2 separate regions of the Cricetulus griseus genome follow, and region 1 is linked to region 2. Evidence: chromatin contacts called from public Hi-C data. All regions are on one chromosome and are shown on one strand. Each heading gives the region's core, a stretch centred on a gene start, on an enhancer-like site or on the middle of the called end of the contact. The rest is flanking DNA. Distances are from core to core; before and after follow the strand shown.

Evidence for each region. A called contact is a pair of places that touch in the nucleus more often than the background predicts.
Region 1: a contact with region 2 is called in a Hi-C map of the CHO-K1 cell line, with 7 times the contacts expected there. The contact joins the enhancer-like site here to the promoter of Adamts6 in region 2. A contact is called at or near these places in 2 of 8 Hi-C or Micro-C datasets (both in the CHO-K1 cell line).

Annotation. Positions count from the first base shown.
Region 1 is chr2:322,748,969-322,754,055 of CriGri-PICRH-1.0, forward strand. It overlaps Adamts6 (A disintegrin and metalloproteinase with thrombospondin motifs 6), which reads left to right. Exons shown (of 26, transcript XM_027401535.2): 22 at 3,623-3,752. Among named protein-coding and RNA genes, the nearest start is that of Adamts6, 190 kb to the left of the region's middle. Within about 2 kb of position 1,878, at least 2 of the 6 cell types and tissues checked have open chromatin away from gene starts, as enhancers often do. A contact at or near this core is called in the CHO-K1 cell line, where this site is marked.
Region 2 is chr2:322,559,646-322,565,212 of CriGri-PICRH-1.0, forward strand. Adamts6 (A disintegrin and metalloproteinase with thrombospondin motifs 6) reads left to right here and starts at 1,366. Exons shown (of 26, transcript XM_027401535.2): 1 at 1,366-1,646; 2 at 1,906-1,959.

The DNA.
Region 1 (5,087 bases), core at 628-3,127, 190 kb after region 2:
AAAGGTTTACGGTAAATATGTATTAGCAAAATAAGAAAATAAAACTTAATTTTTACTTTATAATGTGTTAAATTCATTACTTTTAATAACATGGAGGGATTATATAAAAACAGTTTTTATGCTAATAACTTAAAGTTTTTTAAGAGTAAAAATATAGTCAGCACAGTTTTAATTTGGTCAATTAAATTCTCAGACCATTTGCCTTTCTCCACGGGCTAGGAACACTGAGACACGAGAATTTTTTTCCCACTAAATGTGCACTAACTGGGTATGTAGACATCTTAAACAATTTGGTCATAAACTTTGGGTCTTCAGATTTGAAAGCATACTAATTTTGTAGAACTATTATAATAGGGTTTAAAATGAATTTATCAATGTTTTACATACTACTTTAAAAGAGGCTATGCACATGAGGCATGATTATATGCAAATATTCTAAACTCCATTTCTCTTGTTCACTTAGATTATTTCCACTTGATCTGTATTTTCTACTTTCTGAGTTAAAAGCTATATCTACCTTAACTTAAAGGTTGTGTTTAAAACTCTATCCATTTAGATTAATTTGTTTATAGTCATCCTATTGATGCTGTCTTAGGATCAAAAAAGAAACAAATAAGCAAACAAAACTATCAGCCTGCCAGATGTGGTCATAAAACCTGGATGGAAGTATGAATTCTGTTAGAGGAAAACAGTAAGCGTTGTGAGAAGATTTGAAAGAGAATAATGCCATACTGATACATTTTGGAAGAAAATAAAGATGAATGTAAGGAAAAATATCTTTGTAAAATATAAACAATTTTAGCTATGTTTTCAAGGATGTTAATTTTTACCTTATCAAGAAAATAGCATGCTGGGGCTGGAAAGATGGCTCAGAGTTAAGAGCACTGGCTGCTCTTCCGGGGGTCCTGAGATCAATTCCCAGCAACCACATGGTAGTTCACAACCATCTGTAATGAGATCTGGTGCCTTCTTCTGGCCTGCAGGCAAATGTGCAGGCAGAACATGGTATACATAATAAATAAATAAATCTTTCTTAAAAAATAGCATGCTGAAATTATAATATCTAGAAGTCCCATAGTTCCCAGTTTCTTGGCAGTATGGAAGACATGGCCAAAGTTGAATTAATTTGTAATTCTTAATATGAAGTCCAACATCATTCAAGAAGCACAGTGAAATGTAAATTTCTGCTAATTACTTATACCAGTCTGATCTGATCTGTGATTCAAATTTCAGTGGGCCTGCTTTTTATAATATAGGTTGCTTTAAACAAATGCAGTTGTGAACAAACATTTGTAGTGCTCTCTTAATGAAACTAAACTTTATTTATTTATTTATTTATTTATTTATTTATTTATTTATTGGTTTTTCGAGACAGGGTTTCTCTGTGTAGCTTTGGAGCCTATCCTGGCACTTGCTCTGGAGACCAGGCTGGCCTCGAACTCACAGAGATCTTCCTGCCTCTGCCTCCTGAGTGCTGGCATTAAAGGCGTACACTATCAACGCCTGGCTATGAAACCAAACTTTTATCATAACCTGTAGAAACTGACTTAACAGTTTCTGTCACTGATACTTAGCAACATCAATTCCATTTTGTAGTTTTGATGTTTATACTTTTCTGAGAATCAACTAACATGCTGAATTAACTGCCAGCATTTTTGTTTCAAGAATAGTCACATTTTATGCCTTTTAAAAATACATGCTACTATTTATATAAAAAAATACATGCTACACCTAAAAATGCAGTCCCTTGCTCTTGATATAAATGAACATTTCCTTCAGAGTGAACAAGTTGCTTGTCTAAGCCACTGCTGGTAGCTGAGTTCTGTGACTAACAGTAGAGGTATTTGACTAGGTGACCACATGGACATAGTTATCTGCCCACTGGAATGACACAATGGGGAGGTAATCTGATGAATATCATGGAACATCTGTGAATGGATAACAGCTATGCTTCTTATGAATCATTCTTTCCTCAAAAATCTCAATTTTAATAGTTAAAAATTCCACTGCTGTCATTTGCTATTCTAGGGATTGGGAGGGAATGAATACAACGTACTTTAAGATATTTGCCAGTAAATTGTTTGGGCATATATTTCAGACCCCCTAAAAACATGTTCCTAAAGGTGATCTGAGGAGTCTTGTCACTGCAAACAACAAAATAGACCTTCTTCAACAACTCGCCATTGAGATAGAGACTACAGAACTTAGTCTTTGAGATCAGTAGACTTAATAGTTTTTCCTGTCAATCTAAATCTAAAGATTAGATTTCCTTAAATCTAAAGGGTTTAGTTTAATGTGGCCATAGCAGAACAGCTGAGACAAGCTCACCCATACCTAAGCAGCCTTGGGAGAAGCATTTGGTGCCTAGTTCTTCAGGAAAAGTTTCCTTCGTCAAATAATCCTGTTTCATAAGAACTCCACATTTGTGAACAAATTCCTTCTTAAAAAATTATATTACAGCTTAAAAATAACCAGACGAAAGCAAGGGAAGGAGAGAAGGGAAAGAGGAGAGGAAGGAGAGAGGGAAGGAGGGGGAGAGGGAGGAAAGAAGGGAGGGATGGAAGCAGGCAGTCAGGTTTGTGATTACATGTGTGCTGTCAGGGCAACCTTTACAATTCTGAGTTATTTAGCTTGTGTGTTTATAGGGTGGGGTGGGTAATTTCAGGGAACAGCTTTGCTTTTGTGCCCATTTCCCAGAGCAAAATGTTAACAATATCTTTTGTATAATCTGAAACACTTGTTTCTCTTTGATATCTTGAAATATCTGTCTTTTGATTCCTGATACAAAGCAAAAATGAGTATATATAAAAATCTCACCAAGGATGTTTATAAATAAAAGTCTCCCTGTGTGTGTGTCATTGCATTTTGTGAAATGTGAGCAAGTTGTGGTAGATATGTCTGCCAATAAATCATAAGTATATACTACTTAAGAATTTTGTAAATTGTGGAATGTGAATGTTTTTAGTTGTGCTAACAAGTCACATGGACTAATTTTTAAGATCAAGATGAGTATTTTGTAAATTACATTAGAATGAAATATGTATGTAATTCTTTGACACTGATATAATCAACAGGTATTCAGCTCTGTTAAAATATACAGACCAGGTTCTCATAGTCCAAAAGTAGTCCATTATATATGAAATCTAAACTTGATGAGCTTTTAGAGAGATGCAATCATAAATGCAAGAAAATAAGTGAAATGTGGGGTGTGATGTATTTCTAATGAAAAATGACCTTGTTTCCTCTTGTCCTACAAAATGTCAGAAAGTAAATTAGTCCCTGCTGTTTTGTTTTTAAATAAGTATGCATCCATTGTCTTGTATTGAAATGTATATTAATACATTTTATCTCATGGCATTTTGGAAAATTCAAGGATTTTTTTAAAGGAAAGCATGAAGATGAACATAAAAAATGGAAATACTAATTGCAGCTTCAAAACATCTATAAGTATGAGAACAATAATTTTGCTTAAAATTTGGATATAATGACCAGTACTTCTGTTCTTTTAGAGAAGTAGACAAGTGTTTTGGAACAGATTGACTCCCAGAGGAAAGCAATACATGCATCACCTCTTGGAAGGGAAACTACTCTCCAGTTAATGATGTCCTTCCATTTCTTAAAGGTGTCCAGAGACAAGAAGTGATCTGTAAAAGATTGGATGACAACTCCATCGTCCAGAACAATTTCTGTGACCCTGACAGTAAGCCACCTGAAAATCAAAGAGCCTGCAACACTGAGCCCTGCCCACCTGAGTAAGTATGACAAAAAAGTGAAATTCATTTCTTTGACTGCAAGCAATGATGTCTTCATATTTTAAATATACCCTAGCATTTTGTAGAACTGTGTGGTAATTCCCACTGAGTGAGGCACACAAAGCATCAAGAGTGATAGAGTTTTTGTAAGACCACTTACTTTCTTTTTCTACTTTCCTGCTAATTAACTTTATAAACTTATCTCAAAATAAATCTTAAAAACTATATAAAGTAAAGTGATGGTCAAAATTCATGCTCTAACTGTTGTAACTTTAAAAAAAAAGCAGTGCAAGAAGAAAAAAAACACCATTTGACAGCTCACATGGGTTTTTGTTTTTTAATTACAGGAAAGGGAATGGGGAAGGGGGGGGTGGGTAGGAAACTGGCCTCTGGGGACGGGAGCAGCAAAAGAGAAAAGAGAGGCATGGGGGTGGGAGACAGAGACAGAGAAGATGAGAGGAGGGCAGGACTTTTTAAAAGGGAACATAGCAAGTGTGCACATTAGTGGCTGCAGCTGAGGATGTATCTGTCAGAACCCCAAGGGCAGGCCAGTGCAGATGCCTGACTACCCCCCCTAGATATAGCATAGTTTGTGTAATTATGAGTTCAGCTCATCAAGTTAATTCTGTGACATTTGAGATTTTAAATATCAGACCTGTCATCTGGCTGGTCATTTAAAGCCTCTGGATGGTACTGATTACATCTGTTTTATGTTGACCCATGCTTCTTTATTTGTTCAAGCCTAGTTTCTTAAACACCCAACACCTTGAAGATTTCAAGTCACTCGTCATCCCAACTATAACAGAGGTTCTCAATCTCCTTAATGCTTTTAATACAGTTCCTTGTGTAGTGGTGACCTCCAACCATAAAATTATTTTCATTGCTACTTCATAACTATAATTTTGCTACTGTTATGAATTGTAATGTAAATATCTGATATGCAGGAGGATATCTGACACATTACTCCAAAAGAGGTCATGACCCAGAGATTGAGAACCACTGATCTAGACATTGTGGAGTTGAGTATATCATTAAAGGCTTTTTAAATTTTTATTTTATTTTGTTTTGTTTTCCAGACAGGATTTCCCTATGTAACAGCTCTGGCTCTCTTGGAACTCACTCTGTAGACCAGGCTGGCTTCAAACTCACAGAGATCCCCTTATCTCTGCCTCCCATGTGCTGGAGTTAAAGGTGTGCACCACCATTGCCTAGGGCTTTTTAAAATGGTTAATATTAATTGTCATATTAATACATCTGATTAAATGTAAGTTTCCAATTACTTTCATTTTATAGTTCTAAAATGAAGTTTCTTATTTAAGATTGGAGGTGAGAGGT
Region 2 (5,567 bases), core at 116-2,615:
TACACCGAAAAAGGCAACGTTTGTCCTCAGCTATTTTAGAATTTTTTTTCCTGATTCTGATACTTGCGCCAGACATTGTTTGTTTGCTTAGGACAGGGAAAGGACATTTTTTTTTTTCCCCTACAGTTTAACGCCAGGGGCTTTCTCCTAGCAAATGAAAGTGAAAGTGCTACATCGTTGTGGTATTTACCCTTAAAGGCTGGACTAGCAGCTGGTGTGGAGGGGGAGGTGGGATTGGAAGCTAGAAGAACCAGTTCTAAGGTTTTGTTTGTTTATCTTGAGACCTCATCAGGGTTCCTGTGTCGTAGTCCCTCTCCCCCTTAAGGTATCAGGGGGCTTATTTTGGATTTCTTTTCCTTTGAGCAGTCATTGAAGTCTCATTCAATATACTGCTAAAAATTACATCTCACTTGTTGCTTTCCCGGCTGCAGTTTAAACACCGTCCAGTCTCTCATCTGGAAATAATGCACCCACACCCCTTTCCTTTTAAAGCTCCACATATCCTGAAGCCGATAATCACATGGAAAATTTGCAGGGCTCGATTTTGTTTAGCTTTCATTCTTTTGGTGGAAACTTCACCTATTAAAGTATGTATTCAACACACAGGCGTTTTGTACACATGTTGCTTTCAAGTCTTGAAATTTGCGTGCTCCACAGATCTGACTCCTTACAGAAATCTTATGAACACCTTTTAAATGCTTTTATTTTGCAGATTAAGAAAAACAGAGAATGACACCGAAAATTTGACAGTGACATTAGTATATCTAAAGTCACTCACTCTCTCTACCCCTCTTTCCCTTTCCCAAGAAACACTAATAACAAACCAGACAAGACTCTGAAAGAGGTTAGAGGGGAGGAAGGAGGCGGAGTGGGTTAGGGGAGAGAGGTTAGAGGGCCAGAGTTTCTCTCATTCACAGGGAGGAAAAGTTGACATTGTCTAAGCCCTTCTGAATGGCTGGTAGTTGGATACCCCGATTGTACCTCTACTTCCCCTCCCCCTCCACGTGACGACCCAGGACACATGCGCACCGACGCAGGCAGCCCAGGCACATCTGCAGACTGACGTCAGTTTGTTCTGCCTCTGAGGAAAGCTGCCAAAATTTTCTTCTGCTGCAATTGAAGTTGGCTGGGGGCCGGCAGTGAGCTCGAGGGCTACTTCAACAAAACTTTTCCTGCCCTTCCTGCTCCTCTTGTCTTCTCTCTCTCCTGATACCTTTTGATGCTCTGCACATGTTATTTGCATAGCAAAGGCACTAAGCTGTCCAGGAAGAGAGGGCACCACTTCCCCCCCAATAAGCCTTTCCCCTTTCTTTTCTTTCTTTTTTTCCTTTCCTTTTTTGGGGGGTGGGCGGGGGAGGGAGAGAGTGGGGGGGTTGCAAAGCACGTCTCAGGTTGATAGCCTTGGATGTATTAAAAGTATTTTTTTCTAAATTTTTTTTTTTTTTTAACTGCCAAATCGGCAGTCTGTTCCCTAAAGCTCCGGTTAGCGAGACTATAGGGTTTTATTCTGGCTGCAGAATAACTGGCTGGTGTGGCTTTGCAAAGGGGGGCAAAAAGAAAAGAGAGAGAGAGGGAGTACGTGAGTCGTCCAGTGAAATCTCTATTGTTTGAAATTTACCTTTTATCAGAATTTGAAGATGAAAACGGTAAGAAAGATTTCACAATATTCAATGAAACCTTTAAAAAAAAAACCTTGTGCTTTGCTTGTCTTACTAATAACGCTTAGATCTCTCTCTCTCTCTCTGTCTCTCTCTCTCTCTCTCTGTCTCTCTCTCTCTCGTGTGTGTGTGTGTGTGTGTGTGTGTGTGTGTGTGTGTGTGTGTGTGTGAGCGCGCGCGCACGCACACACGCGCGCGCGCGAGTGCTTTATGGCAAAGAGTGAATTTGACTAAATTCATTTTACAGACAAATCTTTAAAACTCTAGACTACTCGCGGATGTAGAATTCCGGGGCTTACAGGTATTTTATGATGTGAAAAATATGCGCTCATTGTATGAATTTACATGTTGTGTGAGATGGACTTGATTATGATCATCGTGCTCTTTTAACTAATCACCGGATAGTGGTGGAGAAAGTAATGATGATGTGTGTTTTCAATCGTTTTCCAGATTTATGCAATTGCCTTCTGCAAATCCGTTTCATGTCAGTGTCTTTAGTATTCAGAGAAGTGCATATTTTATGCCTGTGCTCTCAGGCCAGCAGAAGTGTGCTGGCTGTAGCGCTGATGCTCTAGAATATGGTAAGCTCTTAATAGGCTAATCAGAGATGAAAGCGTGTGGTTTTGATTTACTTTTGCCCACTTGGGCCATGCTAGACTCAACTCTCTGGAGCCTTGTTTATCAGGATATGTCTGGATATATGGTACATGAGACTAAAGTTTAGGGATTGAGGAGCGAGAACAAGAGTGCTGGAGGAAGTATTGGAAAATCTTTCTGATAATATGTGCTATAATTTCTGTCTTTGATAAGTTTTCCACTTGTGCTAGGAGCAGAGAAAGCAAGCCAGAGTAAGAAAGCACACTGAGAGGGAACAAGAGAGTAAGTTTCTTACTCTTGTTTTTATTTGAGCTGCTGGTGCAACGCGTTTGGGCCAAATGCCAACTGTCTGGGTCACACGCGTTTTATCCAAATAGATTTAGCGCTGCTGTCTGGAAATGGGCTGCTGAATGTTAACTTTAGGATCAACTCAACCAGGGCAGCTCAGACTGTTACCCTCTGTCTGGATGAAGTGGAATGGGAAGGGGGGTGGTGGTGAGGGTGTGCAAAGCCCCAGGCTGAGGGGGGAGGGGGGACGACAACTACAAACTATTGCTTGGAACTTAAAAAAAAAAAAACACTAAATATAATTTTCAATCTACTCTCTTATGTTTAGAGTTTTAAAAAAACTAATTCTTCCTCTTTTCTTTTTTTGGTGTTTTTTTTTTTTTTTCTTAAGCTTATATTGATTAGACTGAAACATTTAGTGGTGAATTGGCAGCCCTTAAAATTCACGACAGACGACAGGGAAAGAAAGAAAAGCAATGAAAAACTGGTGCATTTGAAGGCAACTAAGAAAATTAATTTTGAAGATAATTATTTTCACCAAAGTGGTAATGCATTCTTGTTTATATTAACTTGGTGCTTAAATGTGAGCACTAGTGGTCTTTTTTGAAGAATGCTATATTAAAATATATAAGTTGTTTTCAAACAAATCAGCAAATCATTCATTTGACACAAATGGCAGCAGATTATTCTGTGTAGTTGTATGAATATTTTTGTAATTTCCCAGAGGAAAATCTTCTAATCATTAAGACTTGAAATGTTGTAAATAATTTTTAGTTTGGTCTAAAACCTGCAAATTAATCTCTATTCTTGCTGGTCTTACTACTTCCTCTTCATTTCCTTAGCAACCAAAAGTAGCTATTAGTGGCTTAGGGGGGGCTGTGTGCCAAATCTTTCTCTCTGTGGTCTTAGTGACAGATGAATTGAGTTATCAGATTAAGGAAAGTTAGGAGCATATTTGGAATTTGTGGGGAGAGAAAAAAGAAGATGTAGATAATTTGTCACAGTTAAAACAACAAAACAAAACAAAGTTGGTTAGCCTTTTACACTATCAAGAAAGAAAAAGCATCTTTTTTTTTTTTAAAGGAAAAGTGTCCTAATACAGGTAGCATTAGAAGAATTATTAACTTGGGGTGTAGTTTTGGGGAATTTCATTTTGAATTTTTGCTTTCCTCAATAGATAAGTTTTGACTAAATTATGTATTTGATAATACTTTTTTGGTAACTAATCTTACCAAGTTTGTAAATCAAAATCCTTTGTACTTAGAACCTAATTGTGTCTTTAGCATATAGTAGCTATCAAATATTTGTTGAGAGAAAAGACTGGAGAACGAAATGAAAAGTTTTTCATGTATAAATATAAAGGACCTGAAGGGTTTAGGATTTTGTTGCTTTTTCCATGGAGACCAAATCAGCTTTAAAATAAATAACCAGATTAACATGGATGAAAAAAAGCGGAGAAAGATGTTAACCAGGTTCTCTACCTTCATAATAATAGCTAATGAGAGGAAATTATTACTTTTGCTACTTCTATATCACTTGAGTGGGAAGTCAAACCATAAAGAAAAAAATCAAGTAACAGGCTTCAACTAGGGCAGACTTTGAGGGAATCACTGTAGTACAAGATGTCTGGTCTTATTTCTTCTACATAAGTAGTGTAGCTTTGATCCATGGAAACAGTTAAATTATCCTTTAACTTTGCCAGCTGATGCATTTAAACTATGAATAAAACTCATATGCAAAAGTTAAAGTGAACTGGACATTTTGCTTGTATTTTCAAAATTAAAACATAAGTATAATTATCATAGTCCAAGTTCTTCACTCTGCTTTAAAAGAGAAGATAGCTTCCTTATTGCCCTATGATGTCCTACTACTCCACATTTTTTAGGGAAGGAAGAATATGAAACTATTTTTGAAGGAAAAGCTTTAAAAAGTGATATACAGTAAGAAGGGAGGGATACCTTTTATTTAGCCACTCCAATGAAGTATCAGGTGCAATCTATTTTGTTCTCTCAAAAAGTCTTTGTAAGGTAGATGTTATTGTCTCAATCTTATAGTTGAGAAAACAGATCCAGGGAGGTTTTGTAACTTGAAGTCAAACCAGGAGTAACAAGCCTTTGTGTTTCCCACAACATAATAATGCTGCTGCTCTTACACAACTCAAAAGATTTATTAAGGCATTGTGATTTCTGAGCAATTATTTAGCATTTTAGTATTAGTTGAACTTTGGAAACTAATTTTTTTTACACATACTTTATTCTGGCATCTAGATTAACTTTCCCAGCAGGTGCCAGAAAGTAGGTTAACACAATTCACTTGTACTATGTGGGTGACTAAGAGTGATTTAGATATGCTGCTTAAAATTTAATTGAGCTCTAGCCAACTGAGCAGTAATACAGTGTTAATTTTGTTTTCTGAGCATAGGAAGTTTAAAAGATAATGAGGAGGGAAGGAGGAAGGCATCTAATTTATTGAGTGCCCATATACCAAATACTGTATCCTCCAGTCTAATTCTGGAACTTCTGTTCTTTCTATTAAATACCAGTGCCCTTCTTACTAAATGAGTCACTTTAGTTTACTTAGTTTTCCTATTAATGCTACTGACTTAGTTAAGTTAGATGTTGCTAGGATAGTGTTAGAAAGGGTTGGAGTGAAGATTGCAAAAACTGCAGATCAAGGCATTTCTCAAGGGGGAAAATTGTTTTCTAAATCAAGCCCACTATATTGTAAGGTTGCCATTAGTTTTAGTGTCCAAGAAAACAAAGGAAAGGTGTGGATGATTTAATACAAATCTATTATGACTGCTAGAAAATGAAATCAAATGTGCTAATTGTAAATTCCCCCTTAAAAGAAGATTCACAATTAAAGTAAATGGAGGACCCATTTGATGTCAGATGTTATTACTGAAAACATTCTAGTGATTTGGAAAAAAAAAAAAAGAAACTAAGGATGAGTGCTGTTCATGAAGCAATAATTATACATTAATATTTCATGGTTCAGTTTGGAGTATAGAACCATGTCTTGCAA